Linked DNA regions of Hordeum vulgare: region 1 is linked to region 2. The links are chromatin contacts, called in public Hi-C maps. All regions are on one chromosome and are shown on one strand. The core of a region is the stretch at or near the end of the contact, and the rest is flanking DNA. Distances in the headings are between cores, read along the strand shown. Region 1 holds the start of LOC123443474. Region 2 holds the start of LOC123443473 (respiratory burst oxidase homolog protein B-like).

Region 1 (5,760 bases), core at 1,472-3,971, 200 kb before region 2:
GTTATCAAGTGACAACACTTGCATATGGCCAGGAAACCTTGACCATCTTTGATCAATGAGCTAGTCAACTAGAGGCTCACTAGGGACAGCGTGTTGTCTATGTATCGACACATGCATTTGAGTTTCTAATCAGTACAATTCTAGCATGGATAATAAACGATTTTTATGAACAAGGAAATATAATAATAACCAATTTATTATTGCCTCTAGGGCATATTTCCAACACCGGACTCCCTCAGTGGCCAACCCCTAGTCTAAGGACATGCTTCACTAAGTTGTGAGCCTCGAAATTCGAGTTTCTAAACTCATGAGCAAAACTACAAGAAGGAAACGAAACACTCCAGCCTATGACTTCATGTAGATTTTCTCCATATCTTGCCGGATTCTTGAGCTTCATATCATCGGTAATGACCTTGCAATCACATGCAACGTGGATCTTCTCACAATTTAGATCTTCATCTAGTGCTAAAGCCTCCGGGACTGCTAGAGCTTCGAGAGTTTGTGGGTCGCTAATCCCCTTGAAGAATACAACCGATGCCCCCTGAAAAGATCCATCTTTCCCACGACAAATCGCTGCAGCAACACCGCGACCTAAGTTTTGGGCCACCGCAGCGTCCACATTGATCTAGAAATGATCATCCAGCGGTGGTATCCAACCAGCAGGTCGGGGTATCGTTTGTCTCACCTGACCGCTCTGATGTCCATCCAAAGCTTGGAGTTCAGAAATATAAGGTTTGATAAATTGGTTAGTGGACTGCGGGCTCTGAAATATGTCCTCATAGATTGCCTTTCGTCGTACTCTCCATATAGTTCATAAGGTTACCATCATGAGGGTGTAATGCTCCTATGACAATCCCTCATGCATCGAAAGAAGCCAATTCTTGGCATTATGACCAGTGTTGACACACAAATGCTCCACCAAAACTTCATCAGACAAAGCCGAGATGCACCTTTACATGGTGCAGTCCAAAAGAGCATGCCTCCAGGAGTCCTCACGGCCACATAGCGCGCATAGATGATTTGTGGACATGTTGCGGTGATTTAGCAGATCCGTCGTTGCCATTGAATATCTAGCCAGTCACCACAAGAACACTCTGAGCTTCGAAGGTACCTTAGTTTTCCATAGGTCAAACCATCCAGTACTATTGGTGCCTAGATCCGATGCTCCTTCATTTTCATCTCCCCGATGCTTTGTGTTGTTCATGACCATGCGATATGCGGAGCGGACAATGAACCTGCCCGTCCTCTCTTCTCACCAAGCCCAAAAATCCTCAACCGCCTGGGTACAGAGTGGGATTGAGAGGATAACGTCTACATCAAACGGAATAAAGGTCGCCCGAACCCGACCTTCCCACCACGAAGCTGAAGTATGATCAATGAGCTCCGAGACTAGTTGTGGTGGGTTGGCTGTGAGGGATGTGATCGGGCGCTTCGGCCCCATCCTTGGAAGCCAGTTAGATTCCTAGATCTTGGTCGAGCTTCCCGTTCCAATTCTATTGATCACCCCTTGTTGCATTTATCTCCCTACTGTCCACCACCGATCTCCAAATCTGAGAAGGATGATTACCCAGCTCCGCTTCAAGGAAAGTTGTGTTTGGAAAGTAGGTTGCTTTCAAAATCCTTGCACTAAGAGAACTTGGTTCAACGAGGACTCTCCAGGCTTGACGTGCTAACAGTGCCAAGTTGAAGATCTTCATGTCCCTAAAACACATTCCACCAAGTTATTTTGGATTTGTCAACACATCCCAAGAGACCCAGGCTGGTTTCCTCTTCCCCTGCTTACTCCCCCACCAAAATTGTGTGATAATTGATGTGATATTGTCACATAGGCGACGAGGTAACCTGAAACACGGCATAGAGTATACTGGAATAGATTGGGCAACCAACTCGATAAGAACCTCTTTACGAGCGACTAAAAGAAGTTTTGCATCCATCCCCTGACTTTCTCCCACACCCTGTCTCGTAGGTACTTGAAAGTGCCCATTTTTAACTGGCCAACATCTGTGGGCAGACCCAGATATCTATCACTAAGGGACTCGTTGTTCACAGCCAAAATACCCTTGATAGGCTCCCTCATATTCTGAGGGCACCCCTTGCTGAAGAAAATCGAAGATTTCATGTGATTAATTCGATGGCCCAATGCATTACAGTATAACTCCAATAGGTTTGATACCCTTGTAGCTCCCTCCATACATGACTTGAAAAGCAACAGGCTATCATCAGCAAAGAGGAGATGGTTGACAGTTGGAGCTGTCGGCGCCACCTTGATTCCTTCAAGAACAGACGACTGAAAACCAGTTTTTAAGAGGCACGAGAGGCCCTCTGTTGCAATTAAGAAAAGATAAAGGGAGATGCGATCTGCCTGTCGGATACCTCGTGTTGGAAAGAATTGTTTCAATTTCTTTCCATTGAACATAACTGAAAAATAGACAGATTGTATCACTTGCATAACTATGTTAATCCATGGATTTGCAAAACTTAGCCTTCCATCATGACCCTTAGATGTGGCTACTTCAGTCTGTCATAGGCCTTCATCATATCCAGTTTTAAAGCACAATAATTGTTTGTCTTTGCTTTGATTTGCTTTGCTCCTCTTCATAAAATGCAAACACTCTGCCCCGTGGACCCTGCTGTTGGTCCGTCGTTGTCGAATGGGCCGAGCCGTGGGGCAGGCCGGGTCTTGATCAGTTGGAGTGGCAGTCCTATCAGTGGCCTCGACACAAGAGGACTACACCAGGCAGCGACTCAAAATGCCTGCCTGGGCCAGCAGGGTAAATTAGTTTCGCGAGGAAGGAGGCCTGCAAGTTCCATATCGTCACTGATGACTATTGCTGCACCAACTCCCATTATCATCAGCAGCTGATTTGACTAGCACTAGTACTTACTGTCCTACGAGAACGTGCTCCCGTGCGCATCCGTACCGATAGATCACTAGCAGTAGCAGGCACAGACAGATTTGGAGCTGCTCTGCTCTTTAGCGGCCATGTCCAAGAAAGGAATCCAGTATGTCGTGGTCAGTGATCTCTTCTCCTCTCCTTCATTTCCTCTTCTTGGCTCGAATGGGAACTGATCTTCATGTGTGGTCTCGTCGCAGGTGGATGCCTTCACGGCCCAGCCGTTCAAGGGCAACCCGGCCGCGGTATGCTTCCTGGTGGACGACGCGGCCGCCCCCGCGGGGGACGGACGGTGGATGCAGTCCGTCGCCGTCGAGTTCAACCTCTCCCAGACGGCCTTTTTTTCGCGTGACTCGTCCCGCGCGGCCGACGCCGCCACGCCGCGGTTCCACCTCCGCTGGTTCAGCCCCGTCACGGAGGTCGCCGCCTAGCTTCCCGCCTGACAGACACCCGCTGAATCAGCGTCGTTCCTCGCAACTGATCCATATGCGCCGTCGTTCTCAGGTCGCGCTCTGCGGGCACGCGACGCTGGCCACCGCCCACTTCCTCTTCACGTCCGTCCTCGCGGAGAGCCATGGCGTGGTCGAGTTCGCCACCAAGTCCGGCGTCCTGACCGCCAAGAAGGTTCCTGCACCAGAGACTGAGGAGGAGCAGGAGAAGCTGTTCATTGAGCTGGACTTCCCCATGATTGACTATGTGGGTTGCGATCCCGCCGACGAGCTGCCGTCCATCCCGGAGATGCTCAACGGCGCGTCCGCCGTCAGTGTTCATAAATCAGTGACCACCAACGACTTCATTGTATTGTCTCTTACCTCACGCGTTGTTTTTTTTTTTTTTGCGTGCATAACCATGATTTAAAAAATTACTACTCGAAATATATGTCGTTGAAGCAACTGTAATTCAGCTACTCCAACGACCTATATTTCGGAGTATTTCTAACTCAGAAACAAATTGAGGTAAAGAATTGTGTTGGTGCTACTATTATCTTCGAACCATATTAATTGTCACTGTTTTAGTACAACTTTACTATGGAGTGAGTATAACAATTATACTAGGATGAACAACTCTTTCTTGGTGGCTGATGAACTATTGCTCACTTAAGCAGCACTTATCAGTTTATCACAGAAACATTGTTCAATAAAAATCATCTGGCTCTCCATCGGCATGATATAAGAATGCTCAAATTAACTGTAAACTGCATGCAACTTAGTTAAAGGTACAGAACTAAAGTGACAAATAAGAAACATGGATTACTGGTCTGAGTCTGACTCACCAAAAGAATCTCGCATGGCTTCCAGGTTGAACTTTCATCAGGAAAAGAGGTTGCCGACGTCCTTCCAAACATCGAAGAAATTAGAAAGTGTGCCGGCAGAGGCGTGATTGTTACAGCACCGGCGCCTGCTGGATCGGGCTATGACTTCTTCACACGTTTTTTCTGCCCAAAATTTGGGATTGATGAGGTAATGAATACATATAAATAGTGAAGCTCGTTTAACTTGCTCGTTGACGGGTACCGCGTAACCCGTTCCCAATATTTCTGTAGGATCCGGTATGTGGCAGTGCACACTGTGTTTTGGCACCCTATTGGGGTGGAAAGCTGGGGAAACAAAAACTGGTAGCGTTTCAGGTAATGTTGCTGAGTGAACTATCATTTACTACAGTGATTCCTTTTTTTTTCTGAAAAAGGAAATGCTAAAGTTAGCGCTCAATCAACCAAACTATCGTGTCAATTTTCATTTTTTTTTTCTGTTCATCTCATCGTCAGGTATCTCCAAGGAGCGGGACACTATACCTGGAGCTGGATGTTGAGAATCGGCGAGTGCGGATTCAGGGCGAAGCTGTTACTGTCATGGCTGGGACACTCTTCGCCTAGCTAGCATATTGACACTTCACGGACTTGCCCTATTAAAGAAGACTTTGTAGAAATAAATATATTTGCTGCTATGCGCTGGTCTAACAATCGATGCACCAGTTTATGGAATAAAATGGATTATCTGAACAATGTCAGGCAAAACAAGGTGGAGCTGCATGGTAGCAAGTGCTCGAATCCAACTGTAACAATATAGCTTGGAGTGAGTTGCGATTAAGAATTTTAGGTTGCAAGTTTATTTTCATGAAAAATATATTCATTAGGCCGTGACACGCGAAACCTGGATGGGTGACATTAACTGCATTTTTGAGAATCAAGGCTCGATAAAGCCATTTCTAACCGATTCTTTAAAAATAATGAAGTATTCGGTAAAGTAAAAGCTTAATGGAGTATATTTACTCCACTAAGTTTTGACCTGACCTAGCTCGATAAGGCCATTTTTCTAAGCCTTGCAATTCTAGTATATCACAACTACATATTAGCACACATCTACAAATTAAGCATAAATTTGAATGTTCAACCAAATCATGAATATAGTTTATAAACAGAATTTGAAGCTTACAAACTGAATTATTCAAATTTAAACACGTCTAATGGTCCAAATATAGCAAATAGCATGTGATAGAACAATTAGGACTCGCTTAGACGTTGCCACTGATGCTGAATAAGATCTTGTTGGAGCTGAATATGAACTTGACGGTTCTCGATCTTGCGATGCTCCTCAAGGTATGCCATGGTCCTGTTCGTATCATACTCTGGCTCAATTGGAGTCCCGTTGGTGGTGTACCGAAAGTTCTCACGCATATCCCTCTCGCCTTCAATGATCATGTTATGCAATATAATGCAACAAGTCATGATCCGCCATAGAACCTTGGAGCTCCAGTACTTGTCACGGCCACAAACAATTGTAAAGCACTTCTGAAGCGCACCGAAGGCTATCTCAACGTCTTTCCTAGGAGCTTCTTGACATTGGGCAAAGTGAATGTTTTTGTTACC
Region 2 (6,355 bases), core at 221-2,720:
TGGTGGTGGTGGTGCTGAACAACGTCCGAAGTGCGGGTGCACGTGATAGCTCTGTAGACATCTCGTATCTTATGCTCCATGCGCGTAAACCATGGCTGGAGCTGAGGCCTAGGTACCAGAAGAGGTCCAAACGACAGTTGTCGTCCATAGTTCATCACGTCCCTATGAAGATTGTATGCCAACTCAGATTGAAATTGTCATTATTATTATTAAGTATGGACGACAAAGTATGTAACGACAAGATGCATTATATAAAGATAATAAATGTTACTGCGTACTGCCTAGAGCCTCAAGTATCATAGCTCGGGTACATATCACACGTAATAGTGTACGGTATCTCCTCTGCATTAGAGTGTTGAACGACGCGTAACTGTGTCCCTCTCATGTACCGATCCAAATAAGCACTGTATCCATCGAGATCAAACCCGACATCCTCGTGCTAGAGACCGTGTTGCTGTATCCCAGTCTATAACGTACTGCTGAAGTCTCTGGAGCCACTAAGCATTTGTCCTGCTTGTCCCCTTCCTTGTGATCCTGCAATTGAGGTATGTGTTTAACAATTAATCGGTGCTTCACGGTAAACAATAGTAAAAGACAATGCAATATTCAATAAGTATAAAATACCTGTGAACTACTGCTTGCAACAGGTTCTCTATAGGGGGTTGCTCGACCATCTGCCGAAGACCAAATTGCCTCATAATCCGTTGCTGCGCCATCTCCTCGACGAAGACATCGAAGATGATCTTCGATTTCATCATCTAGTAACCCCGATCTCTTGTGCATAGCTCAGAAATACCGTCGGGATATCTGGCATGTATGGCTGCTTGCGTGTACGGCTGCCAGATAACCCCATTGTATGTATCGAACTGCTCATTTAATGCCATATAGGCTCGCCTAGTCTGATCACTAGCAAAGCGTCTCTGCGCAAAACATAAGCGAGTTTCAGCCATAGTGTACGCAAAATTATACCACGAGACATACCTTGCGACATGTCCAGCACAGACCGAAAGTAGACATGTCAATGTTTTTTTTCTATAGAGAGAGAAGGAACGAGGAAAAAGGAGAAAGAGAGGACGGAGAAAGGGGCGCGACACGGCCCGTGGCTGAGGCGACCTCCTATCGGCTGAGCTGTGGCCGACTGGCCAGTCGGATTTGCCGCAGTCGACTGGCGGCAGCCTAGGCCGAGTGACGTGGTCGGGCTTGTCGTCGGCTGCCACGTGGCCGAGTGGCCACATATCGACAATCGTGTTGGCTGATAAGGTCTTGTCGGCTTCGGTTGAGCCGATAGATCCACTCGGCTCTCGTGCGACCGATGATGTATTTTTTTTCTTTTTAAACCGCACAATATTTCTAAAATTTAATGAAAAATATATTATTAAAAAAAATAGTGCCAGGACAAGAGCAGTGGTTGCGCTGTGGACCGTGGACAACAACCATTGAGAGGTGGCAGCAGCCGCCATCAGCGTAGGTGCGTCAAGCTGTCCATGCCTCCAACCTCTCTCCCACGGATACACAGTAGCGCTACAGACCCTCATCATCCTTGCTGCCTGCCACGAGCACTCTCCTCCTTGTTGTTTTGTGAAGCGACTGGACTGGTGTCATTTGGTGCGCGTCGCATTGGAGGAGTAGATGAGCACGAGTGCTAGACAGCAGTACCGAACCACTACCAGGCAGGCAAAAGCCACCTGTAGATGCAACACTGGTTGGCGCTTTCTCTAGTGCGTTTAGGTTCCAGAAAACTCTCATCTGTGTTCAATAGGGTTCGCGCCTGCGCAGTTTGGTTGCGGCGGACTCGGGTTTTCTTTGCTCTTTTCTTCTTGGTGGAATTTCGAGAGATGCTCCGGGTTCCAATCAGTGGCTGAAATCTCTCTCGGGATTAAGGTACGTCGAACAGAATCTCTTCCCTCCTTGGAGTTTTCAAAAGAACGAGCGTGATTGATTCTTGGTGTCTGTTTGGTTCTCCACTTGGGTTTGGTCAGCGTGGTCAAATTCCGGTTGACTCTTCAGTGGATGATGCTTCACTCCCCTCCTGGGAATGTTTTTCTGTTTCTTGTCCATTTTTCTATCTCCCTTTCTGGCACCAAGAAAGGGATGGTTTCTAGATCTGAGCAGCTGGATGAGTGCTTTAGTGTTAATCTCAGTTCGGAAGTTATTTCTTCTGTTTGGTTTCTGTTAGTATCTTTAAAAGTTCCAATTTTCCTCCTCTCCTTCTGTTACCGTAACTAGTGTGCCGTCAATTTCTTGTTATAGAAAGAGAGATCCAACGTTCTGCTCTCCTCTTTTTAGATAATAAATAGTCTTTTCATTTTTTTAATGTATCCTATACCTGAATTGCAAATAATTCAGTCTGTCTGAGCGAACTGCGAATCTGTGATTTTACTTTCCTTCCCACTGATTTTTTTCACCTTTCTATTTGTGGATAGAACAAGAAATGCATGTTCTGTAAGTTTGTTCCGCCCAAACAGGCATTAACTTGATTGCTGTCCTTTCAGCAGACAGAAGGAGAAAATTGCCCTGAGAGGTAGAGATGGAGATGCCTGATATTGAAGCTGGCACGGTAGTCACTGATTCTGATAGTTCAAGAAGGCCACAAGACAATACTGCGACAACAATCCCAAACAGTGGAAGTTTAGAAGGTTCAAGCCACAAGACCACAAAGACCACCAGGTTCAAAGACGACGGCGACGACGGGGTTGTTGAGATTACCCTTGACATTCAACGCGATTCAGTGTCAATCCAAGATGTCAGGCCAGTTGCATTTGACGATAGTGGCTCAGCATCAGCACACAGTGGTGCACTGGTGTCACCTTCCTCATCAAGGGGTGGCAAGCTGTCATCAAAACTGAGACAGGTGACAAATGGGCTAAAGCTGACGAATCCAAGCAAGAAGGTGCCACCGCCGACCGCACCAAAGACCGCGAGGAAGAGATATGACCGAAGCAAGAGCAGTGCTGCAGTGGCACTCAAAGGCTTGCAGTTTGTGACTGCGAAAGTTGGCAACGATGGCTGGACTGCCGTGGAGAAACGATTCAATCACCTACAGGTTGATGGCATGCTACTCCGTTCAAGATTTGGGAAATGCATTGGTAACTTAAAACGGTTTCAGTGAATATAGATACGTATTTGAAAGAATGGTAATTCAAATATTGCTGCTTTTGATTGTTCAGGGATGGAAGGGTCTGACGAGTTTGCGATGCAAATGTTTGACTCGTTAGCGAGGAAGAGAGGGATGGTGAAGCAAGTGCTGACTAAGGAGGAGCTGAAAGATTTCTGGGAGCAACTCGGTGATCAGGGTTTTGACAACCGTCTGCAAACGTTCTTTGACATGTTAGTAGTTTGTGCTAAATAATTTACTTGTTTTGTTATTGTTCGGTTCTTGATGGAGATGAATTAATCCAAATTTCACTTCAAAATACTTAACACCATTTACTGCATTTTTGAAGTAAAACTACCGCAACAACTTATATTTCGTTATGATTACGGATCGGTCCTCCATCATCATAGGTTGTGTTTTCTTTCTATTCCAGACTGCTCTTACAAAGGTTTTGAAGTACTGTTTGTGGATGTATGCATTTTGTTATCTAGAGGCTGAGTGTGAACTCTTTCTGGTTTTATTGCCTTGTTCCTTTGATTTTTTTGGTCGTTTAATATAGCACTTTAACATGTCTTGACCTCTTTGTTCAGGGTTGACAAAAATGCTGATGGAAGAATCACCTCAGAGGAGGTTAAGGAGGTTAGTAGGAAGAGCCAAAACTGAAAGATCTAGTTTTAATGTCCTCATGGTGTAAATTTGATGCATTAAGCAAATGACAACATGCTTTCGCAGATTATTGCGCTTAGTGCATCAGCAAATAAACTTTCCAAGATAAAAGAGCGAGCTGATGAGTACACAGCACTTATCATGGAAGAGCTTGACCCTAACAACTTGGGCTACATAGAGGTATGTCCAATAAACTAACAGTTGAGAATTGTGCCACAGTTTTTTCCTAACCAATCTAAACGTTAACAGCTCGAGGACTTGGAGGCACTCTTACTGCAATCACCATCTGAAGCTGTCGCAAGATCAACGACCACCCACAGCTCGAAACTTAGCAAAGCTCTTAGCATGAAGCTCGCACCTAGCAATGACACAAGTCCACTTCACCACCACTGGCAGGAGTTTTTGTACTTTGTTGAGGAAAACTGGAAGCGCATATGGGTCGTCACTCTCTGGCTTTCAATCTGCATCGCCCTTTTCGTTTGGAAGTTCATCCAGTATCGTAACCGGGCTGTATTTCACATCATGGGCTACTGCGTGGCCACTGCAAAGGGTGCCGCAGAGACCCTGAAATTCAATATGGCCCTGGTCCTTCTTCCTGTCTGCCGTAATACAATCACATGGATTCGATCAAAGACACAGATCGGAGCTGTTGTACCCTTCAATGACAACATAAACTTCCATAAGGTAATGTTAATGCCATGTGCCTGTTCTTATGTGCGAAAACCTTTGGATCTGATATTTTATAGTGAGAATGTGAGATGTGGTAAGAGCACATTACTATCAAAAGAACAAATCAGAGAGAGGGAGGGAGGGAGCTGGAAATGACAGCGATGAAATGTTCCTAATGAGAAAAGATTTGGCAAGTCAAACATTTGCCTTGCATACAAGCTCGAAGAGTTGGAGGGAATTTTGTTCTCTTACAATCCTTTCCTATACAAGAACCTACTGTTGTACCCTGAGATAACTTTCTTTACCATGTTTTTCCACTTTTCTTGCCTGTACATATCTATTTTTTTAAAATGTATGCAGTATGAGATGTATTGTTTCTTGCAAAGAAAAAAGCTAAGCTCTAATCCTCTCAAACGCCTCTAATTGGTCCTACCATGCTTTGTGTTCATTGGGTTTGCACTGTCAAACATAAGGTTATTACATATTTCTCCATGACCTCGAAAGAGAGGGTAGCAGTCCTGGCCTTGCAAAATCGTGTTATCTCTGGGAGCCCTAACTGGATTAGGATATTAGTCGTTTTCCTCAGCACTGAAAGCATATTGTCCATTGTTCAGTCATTATGGAGCACAAAAGGATCGTGAATCTTTCCATTGCATGTGAGCACACAACTTATTATCAGTGAGCCAATGCGAGTAACCTGTTGACGATGTCTGATAGATAACTTAGCAGCTAGCACTAAGTAAACTGTGCCGAACATAGCTAGCTATAGTGGATGTTACATAATCCTCTGGCTGATATCTTATTGTGCAGGTAATAGCAGCAGGTGTTGCAGTTGGTGTTGCTCTGCATGCAGGTGCTCATCTCACATGTGATTTTCCTCTCTTGCTCCATGCAAGTGATGCAAAATATGAACCAATGAAGCCTTTCTTTGGGGAGAAAAGGCCACCAAACTACTGGTGGTTTGTAAAAGGAACCGCAGGGTGGACCGGTATTGTCATGGTAGTGCTCATGTCAATAGCTTTTGTATTAGCCCAGCCATGGTTCCGACGTAACAAGCTCAAGGACTCTAATCCACTCAAGAAGATGACTGGTTTCAATGCCTTTTGGTTTACACACCACCTATTTGCTATTGTGTATGCACTGCTCATCGTCCATGGAACAAGTTTGTATCTAACCAAGGAGTGGTACAAGAAATCGGTAAAAGCCTATACCCTAATGTCACTGAAAAATGTAATGCTCAATATCGATACTTATTGATGGTTTATTACTGTTATCAGACATGGATGTACATTGCTTATCCTGTCTTCTTATATTCATGCGAGCGCATTGTTCGGTTATTTAGGAGCCATGATGCAGTTAAGATTCAGAAGGTACGACCATTAAACAGCCCCTTTCATATGGTTTTTCCTTGTTTGTCTTTCTGACCATAAACAATCCGACAAACAATTGCTTAATTTTCTTGTAAATGTAGTGTGTCTTAGTAAGTACCAACCCATTTAATATGGGAGATGTATTATGAACAGAAATAAGCTTTAATTATTGAAAAATCTGAAACATTATTTCTTAGTAACGTTTAACTTTTGTGTCTTCAACAGGTTGCGGTATATCCTGGGCATGTGTTGGCTCTTTATATGTCCAAGCCACCTGGTTTTAGATACCGGAGTGGGCAGTACATCTTCATAAATTGCGGTGCTGTATCTCCATATGAATGGTGCGTACGTTACATGCTTTGAGAAACAGTTGCATTAATATTATATGAACTCAGCAGATGACTAATAGCAGTACGGAAAATGTGTTCCATCACAGGCATCCATTTTCCATTACATCGGCACCAGGAGATAATTACCTCAGTGTGCACATCCGCGCAAAGGGTGATTGGACTTCTCGGCTTAGGACCGTCTTCTCTGAGGTAAATCAGCCTCTTTT

Evidence for each region. Hi-C and Micro-C count contacts between places; a contact is called where the count stands out from the background.
Region 1: a Hi-C map of seedling shows a contact between it and region 2, with 2.6 times the contacts expected there. The contact joins the promoter of LOC123443474 here to the promoter of LOC123443473 in region 2. A contact is called at or near these places in 2 of 6 Hi-C or Micro-C datasets (leaf and seedling) and 1 of 1 datasets of contacts at active chromatin or transcription factors (embryo).

Annotation. Positions count from the first base shown.
Region 1 is chr3H:190,245,851-190,251,610 of MorexV3_pseudomolecules_assembly, reverse strand. LOC123443474 reads left to right here and starts at 2,721. Exons shown (of 6, transcript XM_045119850.1): 1 at 2,721-3,013; 2 at 3,095-3,313; 3 at 3,399-3,692; 4 at 4,193-4,354; 5 at 4,438-4,521; 6 at 4,660-4,893. The coding sequence starts at 2,984. The coding sequence ends at 4,767.
Region 2 is chr3H:190,048,895-190,055,249 of MorexV3_pseudomolecules_assembly, reverse strand. It overlaps LOC123443473 (respiratory burst oxidase homolog protein B-like), which reads left to right and starts at 1,470. Exons shown (of 13, transcript XM_045119847.1): 1 at 1,470-1,881; 2 at 2,493-3,086; 3 at 3,168-3,327; 4 at 3,685-3,733; 5 at 3,827-3,940; 6 at 4,010-4,444; 7 at 5,240-5,626; 8 at 5,707-5,799; 9 at 6,025-6,140; 10 at 6,236-6,338. The coding sequence starts at 2,528.